3 separate regions of the Gossypium hirsutum genome follow, and all the other regions are linked to region 3. The links are chromatin contacts, called in public Hi-C maps. All regions are on one chromosome and are shown on one strand. Each heading gives the region's core, a stretch centred on a gene start, on an enhancer-like site or on the middle of the called end of the contact. The rest is flanking DNA. Distances are from core to core; before and after follow the strand shown. Region 1 holds the start of LOC107909938 (protein indeterminate-domain 5, chloroplastic). Region 2 holds the start of LOC107909936 (plant UBX domain-containing protein 7). Region 3 holds the start of LOC107907924.

Evidence for each region. A called contact is a pair of places that touch in the nucleus more often than the background predicts.
Region 1: a contact with region 3 is called in a Hi-C map of leaf, with 3 times the contacts expected there. The contact joins the promoter of LOC107909938 here to the promoter of LOC107907924 in region 3. A contact is called at or near these places in 10 of 34 Hi-C or Micro-C datasets (callus, fibers, hypocotyl and 1 more).
Region 2: a contact with region 3 is called in a Hi-C map of leaf, with 2.5 times the contacts expected there. The contact joins the promoter of LOC107909936 here to the promoter of LOC107907924 in region 3. A contact is called at or near these places in 7 of 34 Hi-C or Micro-C datasets (callus, fibers, hypocotyl and 2 more).

What each region holds. Positions count from the first base shown.
Region 1 is chrD02:51,233,783-51,237,276 of Gossypium_hirsutum_v2.1, reverse strand. LOC107909938 (protein indeterminate-domain 5, chloroplastic) reads left to right here and starts at 1,816. Exons shown (of 4, transcript XM_041088255.1): 1 at 1,816-2,258; 2 at 2,398-2,650; 3 at 3,018-3,414. The coding sequence starts at 2,494. LOC107909937 (a long non-coding RNA gene) reads right to left here and starts at 886. Exons shown (of 8, transcript XR_005910260.1): 1 at 511-886; 2 at 370-417; 3 at 1-276.
Region 2 is chrD02:51,333,210-51,336,443 of Gossypium_hirsutum_v2.1, reverse strand. It overlaps LOC107909936 (plant UBX domain-containing protein 7), which reads left to right and starts at 1,486. Exons shown (of 10, transcript XM_016837647.2): 1 at 1,486-1,627; 2 at 1,722-1,915; 3 at 2,196-2,323; 4 at 2,423-2,533; 5 at 2,800-3,073; 6 at 3,192-3,234. The coding sequence starts at 1,814.
Region 3 is chrD02:51,079,371-51,082,677 of Gossypium_hirsutum_v2.1, reverse strand. LOC107907924 reads right to left here and starts at 1,707. Exons shown (of 4, transcript XM_041089376.1): 1 at 1,241-1,707; 2 at 334-696. The coding sequence starts at 1,555.

The DNA of each region.
Region 1 (3,494 bases), core at 567-3,066, 150 kb before region 3:
GAAAAATATTCGAGATAGGCTTTCATGAAATTTCTTTCAAAACTAAAAAATTACTTGTTATTCTCTCCTAAACAACTTATCAAACTTACCATATTATGAAACTTAAGCGAACTATAGTAAGTTAAGAAAGTACTATTAGATTTTCTAAAAGAAGCAACAGTTACTTACATAGAGAGCTATTTGCAAGCACTGTGTGACTTCTCCAACTATATCATCATCAACAAATTGTGACAAAACACATATTATTTGCCAAGCACGTATTTTTCGCCTATGGATCTGTTGAAATATAATAGGACAGATAAGCATTCCGACCAATCTGAAATATAGAATTAGAAACCTGAAGAGAATGAAGAGAAAAGTATCAGCTACCGCGCTATACTTCTTATACAACTCTTTTGCAAGCTTCTTATCATTTAGCTGCATAAAAAATGAATTCCATGAGAACTAGAATCCAAACATTTTCTGAGGAGAATTTTCTCCTATAAATAAATGCAGAAAAGTAGAATGTACTTTCTTTTTAAGCAAGTTTGGATCGAAAATCCTTTTGCAATGGACGGAGCAACATCAACGAAGGAGACAGAGATTGATGGCAAATGCACAGTCCACGGTGATGTAGCAGACGGATCACTGGATAGACAACCAGCAGCAAATGGATGGAAAAGAAAAAATTAAGTTAGGGATTTGGGGAAAATGATTTGGGGAAAAAGAGTTGGGGGCTTAGCTATAAAAATGGCGTTTCAATAAAAATTAAAAAGTATTCGCGGCGTTTATGGATAAAACGTCGCTATTGCTTTACCTTTAGAGGCGTTTATGATAAAAATGCCGCAATTGTTTTTAACCTTTTGTGGCATTGATGCAAAAACACTGCTATTGTTTTACCTTTTGTGGTGTTTATGGGGAAAACGCCGGTAACACTGTTCCTATTTGGTGTACCTTTGCGGCGCGTAGCATAAAATGCAGCTAAATATGTACTACTTGCGACGCTATTTCAACAAACGCCACCATATAACGACTTATTGTGGCGTTTTTCGGTTAGTGCCACTAATGGTATATATTTGTGGCATTCTTCAATACAGTGGCCGTTAAATGTTTGACCTTTGCGGCGTTTTCGATTCAAACACTACTAAAAACGTCGCTAAAAACTTAATTTGTTGTAGTATTTTGTGCTTATTTTATTTAATTATAATTATTTAAATATATTTTATTTGTAATTGTATTTAAATTGAATTTCTTAATTTATTATTTATTAAATTTAATTAAAAATATTTGTCACACTAATCAAAAGTAAACTGATAATAAAGAAAGTTAAGGTATAATAGAAAATAAATAAATATAACATATGATAATTTTTAACTGCTCATAAAATAAAAAAAATAATATTTACTAATATATATCAAGAACTAACTCATAAATTTATTTGAAATTCATTAGCAAGGCAATACATAATACTCTTTTGGATAAAATACGAAATATATCATGTAACAAATTTATTCGGATACCACATGATTATCTTCATTAATATTAAGACTCATGTTGCATGAATGAGTTTAAAATAATTTTTAAAAGAAAACATAGAAAATTTAAAAATAGAACAAAATTGACACAATAAAAAAGTATACACCTTTCACCGTCCAAAAAAAATATTGAAAAGAAAATTATTGAAAAGGGTACACAAAATAAACATAAAAAAGGGTGAAAATAATTTTAAAAAAAAAAAAAGATATTGAGAGAACATGTAAGAGAAGGGAAGGAATGACGAAAGGGAGGCTTGTCTTGATGCTATGTAAGAAGATACGAAATAAGAGAAGGAGAGATGGGCGCTCAAAAGGTAAGGCTTACAGCTCGATCGGTGGCCCCCCAACGTATCGCCCCGCATCACGAATCACGACATAAATTTTAGCTGCTTCAACAGTGACACAAATAACCCACCTTTTCGATCGATCCCCTCAATTTACTCTCATTTCTTTTTCTACTTGAAATGATTATTTTGGAGGTTAAAAGAAGGAAAACTTAGATTCTACTACTACTACGAACTAGACCACAGAGTATCGAGAAAGAGAGATCCTACTTTTACTATTCATATGGGATGACCTTATGTATGTATTTGTTTATGCATATGGGATAGCTTTTGATTCTTTCTCTGTCTCCTTATATACTTTCTTCTTCGTATTTTGTTGGGTTTTTACTCTTAAGTTTTTCTTTTTTTTGCCTTGTTGTTTCTTAGTGGATTGAAAAGATTTTCAAAGAAGTTAAGGGAGGTAAAACTCCCCTATAAGGGAGCAAGAAGCCCTTTATTTTAGTTTTGCTTTGGTTAAACCATAGGAGAAAAAGCTGAAATCTTTTATGTTTATGGTAATTTTGTGTGATTTTTTAATTCTGGTTTTGCTGGTATTGAAGGACCCAGAAGAAGAACTGAAAGAAATAGCAGCTTGGCTAACCACAAGAAACTAGAAACGATAGCAAGCAAGCTAATAAAATTAATAAGCTTTGTAGATGGCCGCCGCCTCATCGTCCACACCTTTTTTTGGAACCAGGGAAGAAAATCAAAACCAGATGATGCAAGTACAATCATCCACCGCTACACCCACTTCGTCAACTGCTCCAACCACTGCACCTCAGAAGAGAAAGAGAAATCACCCTGGAACATCATGCAAGTATCTCTTTACATACATCTGATTATGGTCTGTTTGCTGAGCAGAAAAAAAATATTATGGTTTGTTTGTTTGTTTTCTTTTCCCTAAGGCTTTTTAGCTCAAGTATCCAATGAGTAAAGTCAATAGAGAAAGAGGGTTTATGTTCTTGTTCTTGTTCACTCCTTTCTTTCTTTTTTTTATTAAAAAAATGAATATTACCTCTCAATGAACCCTAATCTAAAAATTTGTCAGTTTTCATCATGATTTAATCTTGACAGTTCTCAGATGGTTATTCTTTCACTCCCTCGATTAAGCCTTATATATATATTGTTTTTCATCCCCTATTTTTCTAATGATTTGTTGTTTGTCATTTCTCAATAGCAGATCCAGATGCGGAAGTGATAGCACTATCTCCCAAGACTCTAATGGCAACAAACAGGTTCATTTGTGAGGTATGCAACAAAGGGTTCCAAAGGGAGCAAAATTTACAGCTCCACAGAAGAGGACACAATCTGCCTTGGAAGCTAAGACAAAAGACAACAAAAGAAGTGAAGAGGAAAGTTTATCTTTGCCCAGAACCCACATGCGTCCACCATGACCCTTCTAAGGCACTTGGCGACCTCACTGGCATCAAAAAGCATTACTCAAGAAAACATGGTGAGAAGAAATGGAAGTGTGAGAAGTGTTCCAAGAGGTATGCCGTGCAATCGGATTGGAAAGCTCATTCAAAGACTTGCGGCACTAGAGAGTACAGATGTGATTGTGGCACTCTTTTCTCAAGGTAATTAATCATTAACGTTGTCAGGAAGGAAGCTCATGTGAGTTTTCTGTACGTATGTTTACCGCCTTGGTTTGATCTTC
Region 2 (3,234 bases), core at 237-2,736, 250 kb before region 3:
CGATTCCAAGAGGAAAGAAAAAAGTTGTTTATGAAAAACTGAAAGAAAGCTAAGTTTAATCCTTCTCCTAAACTATGAGAGTTTTTGAAGGCGTCTAAGATGACTTAGTTACATCAAACCCTAAAGATCTTATTTATAGGAGTGTTAGTAGCCTAAATTAGGTTTTCGACACGTCCTAGGTCTTCGTATAAAGTCCATTGCACAGACAAAAATAACCATGAAAGACTTGGGCAGCATGTCGACCTATGTCGCGACATACAAGGTCTATGGCACGACATGACATGTAATTAATGCCTTGTATGGTTTGTTTCATCGAGTAACGGCTCGAGAAGTTTGTGCATCACTCGTCCCTTGCTCCTATGTCAAGTGAGCCTATGATTCATCATCATGCACAGTCAATTCAACACTTTAGAACTACCTAACGCCTATGTTGGCCTAATAGGACACAACACTCATAAAATATGTTAAAAATATTTATTTTTATTAACTTTTAATACTAAAAACTAAATACTAAACACATTATAATAAATACTAAATTACCTAGAAACCAAACTCCTTAAGTGTGGAAATAGACCAAAATTACTACTACATTTGACGACAAGTCAATTGTGCAAGGGAGCTCGCAAACAAGGCACACTTGGATGATTCATCTTGTTTGTAAGGGGTCACATGGCATGTTGCTTAGAGATATTGAAGGCTTTTCACATGGCATGACAAATATGAGAAGTAATCTAAGAAGATTTGTAATCTTAGAAGATTTGATTTGTAGATTGCTTTTAATCTCGACCATTAATGTACTTTAATTTGTAACATTGGACCTGGGAGAGCTTAACTATAAATAAAGGCCTTCCCCCTCATTTGTACTCACTTCTTTTTGGAGTAATAAAATACTATGGAAGCATTCACTCAAATACTTGGTGTACTTTTGCTTTCTTGTGACATTTTTTGTTCTTTCAAGCTCTTTCTTTGAGTTGCTTCCGTTTAATTTCTAGTGCTTTAGAGAATTTCTATTTGAGAATTCTCACTTTACAAGAGTTAGACCGATTTAGGTACATTTAAAGCAAAAAAATTGCTTAAGACCGTACAAATTGCAAGACTAAAGTTTTAATCCCGTGAGATAAGGGGATGCAAGATACTCATTATAGAGAAATCTTAAATGAATATCCTTGTTGGAAGAATAAAGGAGAATTAGCAAATTGAATCAACTTTTGCTAATATTCGAAGCCTTATCCAAAATGTTGATATTGTGATGGTAAAAAATGGATATTGAAGTATAGAACAAGAAGCAAAACGAGACCACGGAAGCTGTTGATACCTTTTCTCTTTTGTGGAAATTTTCGTTATTATAAAAAGTATATAAATAAATTTGAAAATAAGATCGATCCAATCAATCTCAAGTATTGAATTTTAATATTTTATCGGGATTTTCTCGTAACATCAGGGTCATCGGACTTATAACATGTAGTTCGATTGAAAAAGTTCACCTGAAAAGGACAAATTAGTAATTCACAATAGAATACCTTCCCGACCCTAAGTAAAAAACACGACCTAAAAACAGATTATTAATTAAAAACATTAAAAGGAAATGCTCATTGGTTTTCCTTCCAATAGATTTCTGTTTTGGAGTGTAAGTTTATAAATACTAATAAATCCCCTGAATCGAACCCTAAAGATTCGCTGAGACTCTCACTTTCTCTGTGTTTTCTCTATTTCTACCGCAGATTGAGCTGAATTCATCTATCTAGGGCTTTGGAGTTGGATTTCGATTTGGGAATTTGATTGGGAAATTGAGGAACGAGTTAAAAGAGGGAAAATGGAGGGAATGTTGTCTGCGAGTGATAAGCAGAGCATGGTTTCCTCCTTTCTCGAGATCGCCGTTGGTCAAACTGCAGAAACCGCCATGCAGTTTTTGCAAGTAACCTTTTATTTTTTTCTTTCTTTTTTTTTTGCATTTATATAATAAAGTTCGAACCTTTTTTCTTATATCCAAGGATTTTCACAATGTTGAAGCTTGTAAATTTTGTTTCTTTTTTTAAACTTAAATTCTTAATGGCTTTGTCATTCAATCTGTAATCTCAGGTAATCTGTTATTAATGTTCTGTTACTGAGAATCCTTTTTTTTTAAAAAAAGGTCCGAGGTGAGTATTGTTATTTATGCGTATGGAACTCAATTGAAAAATATTTGTGGAAAACAGGCAACTAGCTGGAAGCTGGATGAAGCACTTCAGCTGTTTTATGTCGGTAATGAAGGTGGTGTAGTTGGAACGGCTTCTGAGTCTCCAGCAGTGGAAAACGTAGATTCTTGGGTTGATCAAAACTCTGGGTTAGAGAATTGCACTATTGTTCACTCTAAATCACCACCTACTTGTTTGTGTTCTTACTATTACTGATGTTGTTGTCATTGGCTTCTAATGTTGTACAGTGAGTTGAAGGAGTCTGGAAACAGTGATGTTGGACCCATTGGTGGAGAGGAAGTACGCCCTCCTTTACCTGTAGTAAGGGAGACTCTTTATGATGATGCATCGTTATATGGGTATCTTTTCACCCTCTGATTTTTATTTTTTTTTATTTTTTATTTTTCCATTTTTAACAGCTTGCTTATTGCAGCTGTATATTGATTTTCTTTTCTTTATATGAAGCTGCAAATGTATATGTTGGCTTTTCTTTTTTGGTCATTCTTTTGTTTTTTCTGTGTCATGTATATTGTTTTTAGGTGTTGTATGATTTGGAGATAAATTCTTTTGCATTTTCCTATTAACTCCTCATGCAGTAATATTTTATTTTCTAATATTCGTACAGAGCTTCAAGATTAGGATTACCTCCCCAACAGTCGAGTTCGTTAATTGCATTCCGTAATTTTGATGAGGAAATGAAACGGCCCGGGGTTTGGGAATCAGATGAAGGTGCTTCTTCCACGGTAGATGCTCCTCGGGATAATCTTGCCTCTTTATATCGTCCTCCTTTTCATCTGATGTTCCAGGGACCATTTGAAAAGGCAAAAGCTGCTGCATCTGTTGAGGACAAGTGGCTCCTTGTCAACTTGCAATCTACCAAGGAGTTCAGCTCACATATGGTATTGTTTAAGTCTTCCCGCTTAATTATAGTTTAAATTAAGAAGTTCTACTTAGCTCCCTTCGTATGAGGTGGCTTATAATGTAAATCCAATTTTCTGATGCTGTATGTGTTTGAAGCTTAATCGAGATACTTGGGGAAATGAGGCAGTTTCTCAAACTG
Region 3 (3,307 bases), core at 458-2,957:
CAAGCTCATATGGTGTGCATCCTTCAGCAACAACAGGTTTTCTTCTGATTGTTTGACCAATGAAAGCTTCCAATACTGCTTAAACTACTAAAATACATTCTAAAAGCAAGAATTTGTTTTCAAAAATTTTCATTCATAAAAGAATGCATCTTGCTTCTCGTATTCATTGACAGTGTTTTAAAAAGAAAGTATGCACCATGATAACAATGAATCTTTCAGTTAGATATCAAGCATCATCAGTTCTAAAACAAAAACAGTCAAGTCAATCTCAAATTGGACAAGCTTGGTCAAATTAATGATATTAAGTTTCCCAAATAGAGAAAAGGAAAATACCGTGAAAACAAAATCATAACCCAACTCAAGCACAGAACGCAGGAAATCAATCCTTCTCCACATCATCTTCAAGTAGTTTGGGGTCATAAAATATGCTTCCTCTTGAAAATCAACATCCTCGGTGACAAGTGAAAAGCAATGCTTATGTACTGCTTGACAACGATTATATGCCTTTTCATCCAGGGCAATAATCACCAAATGGTCCAAAAGCCAATGTGTGCCGTCTCCAAGCATAAAACTCTTAAGGAAAAGGTCAACAACTGAATTGGTACTGGCCCAGGCATCATTTAATGTCGTTAAAATAACAGTATTATTCCCCATAGAAGCATTCCCCAAAACTTCTTTAAGATGTTGCATTGGATTCTGCAGGAAAACAACTTTAAATGTAAAAGCTTTCGAGGATATTCCAGGGATTGTTTTTGCAGCTAAACACTAAAAACAAAACATAGTTAGCATGTCATCCTATAAGGACACTTCGGCGCTTCCTTTAGCACATGCAATATCTGTTAGATAAAAAGCTTAGTCTATTCAAGCTGTTCGAGTAAATTTTACTGCAGAACACAAGGGAAAAATACGGAGCACTAAACACTGAATTCATATTCAAATTACGTAGTACTACCCCAAAATCGATTATCTAAAAGCATCGAGCATATAAATTCAGCAAATTTGTTAACACTTGTAAAAAATTTGCTTTCCGAAAAAATATAAAATAGAATCCTTAGTCTCTACTAAGCACTAGTTCTATCATGCAGGGAATATCTAAACTGGATAAGCCAGTTGGATTCTTAATTTAAACCAATATGACAAATAGTTTAATAAACCAAGTAAAAATATTCCAAAACTAATTGAATTCACAACGAAATTATGCATGTAATAAAAATAGAAATAAAAGGAAAAGAGAACGAACCGGAGAAGGAGAGTTATTGAGATAGGAAGGGAAAATGCGAACTAAAGTGGAAGAGGAAAGGGAAGCGGACGGAAGATGGAGGAAGCGGATGGAATCAGTAGCAGTGTAAAGCATCAAAAGGGAAAGAGTGAGGAGCGTGAAAGGGCAAGCAGCTCGGCGGATGAGCGTTGATGGTTTGGGAGGAGACATACCGGCGGAAGAGCAGTCACGGAGAGGAAGAGAACGAGGAGGAGCGAAAGGGCAGCAAGCTGAAACCGCCGTAGAAGGAGGGTACCGTCGCCTGTGAAACCTTGCTAACAGTCGCCGGGACGCCATCCACCGACAACGACAATGGTTTCATTCCTTTTCCCTGATTCAGATTTTCGATTAAGATTGAAGAGAGAGAAACATGAAACTTGGCAAAGTGGGCCCTCACTCCGCACCACTACCCCCCACTTGAAATTAATTTTATTTCTTAATGTAATCTCAGTTTTGACTGATTTGATTATTTTATGCTTATATTAATTAAGACTAAACGCACTCGTTAATATTTTTTTGTTTTTTATTAAGGATACCCGTAAGATTAAAAAGACTCGGGCAAAATTATCTATATATATGCTAAAAAAAATCATTTGAGAAATTAAGTTGAATTTTAAAAAATTTGTCGATTTATATTGTTTCGGGGAGGAAAAAACGCGTCTTATATATAGAGCAGTTTTCACTGGTGTGGCAGTGAAAAAAACTTACCCTGTAGGAATCGTTTTCAAGAGAGAGAATAAAAACACATCCTATAGGGTGAGTTTTCACTAATGTGGTTGTGAAAACGTGCCCTATAAGATGCTTTTTCACTTAGCTAAAAATTGTTTTTTTGTTCTTTTTTTTCTTGCGATTAGAAATTAGAAGTTTGTATATTTATTTTTATCTGTGTTTGAGATAGACATGGTTATAGTTTTAAGGAACGTTTGAATTTACTGTGGTGCCATGAAGCCATCACCCGAGAAGCTAGATCACGTTGCAAATTAAGGTCTCAGTTGATGGTGATTATACGGTCTAGGGTTGAAGTGTAACTAGGGTTTCAAGTTTATAAAGGTAATGTTGTCAAAGGATGGAGCATATTGGGGCTCTAATTGACAGTGGTTATGCAGGCACATCAACCACTTTTTCCTCGTCAAAGGAGGATGCTTTATAAAACCCCAAATAGACGTACGAAGAAGAAAATACAGTGGCCTTTTAGTATAATCAAGTATTTCGTTTTATCCATGTCCACCAAAGGCAGCGACCCTATTATTATAACCTGTGATATGAGATGAACAATATGAATTACTTGATTATATTAAAAGGCCCCTATGTTTTCTTCCTCGCACTTTTATATAGGTTTCATAAAGCATGCTCTTCTGAATGGGAGAAACTGATGTTGTGCTCGCATAACTACTATCAACTAGGGCCCCAGATATGCTCTATCCTTTGACAACATAACCTTTGTAACCTTAAAGCCCTAGTTACACTTCAACTTAAGACAGTATAATCACTTCCATCTTGTACCTCGAGCTGCAAAACAATCCCGGTTTCTCAGGTGATGGCACCATACTCACACGATAAGTGAAATATGCAGGTTACCGAGCTTTATGACATCGCCATGAACCCAAACACAACTTAAAAATATGACTATGTCTTCCTCAAAGCGAGAGAGAAGTAAACCTTTAAACCCAAAACTTTCAACACGCAAGAAAAAGAAAAAAAACAATTTAGAGGAGACTGAGATATGGGTGAGTAGGGGATGGAAGGACGATTTATATTAGGGATGGGGCGGGGTATAATGGGAAATTTTTCTATTCCGGGATAAACTTAATTGTGGAAAATATAGAAATCACAAACTTAATGACTTCAGGGTATCCACACAACCCGAGAGCATTGAGGAGAAGAGCTAATGACTATATGGTAACTCATGCAGTGAAAACACTAAATTATTCATTTATTCATTATTGCTTTGTAAAGTGTAAGTTAATATTAATTATTAAAGTAAGATATATTACAAAATGCAAGTCAAAGTTTTAATCTATTTCTGAACCTTCTAAACAATTCTTTATT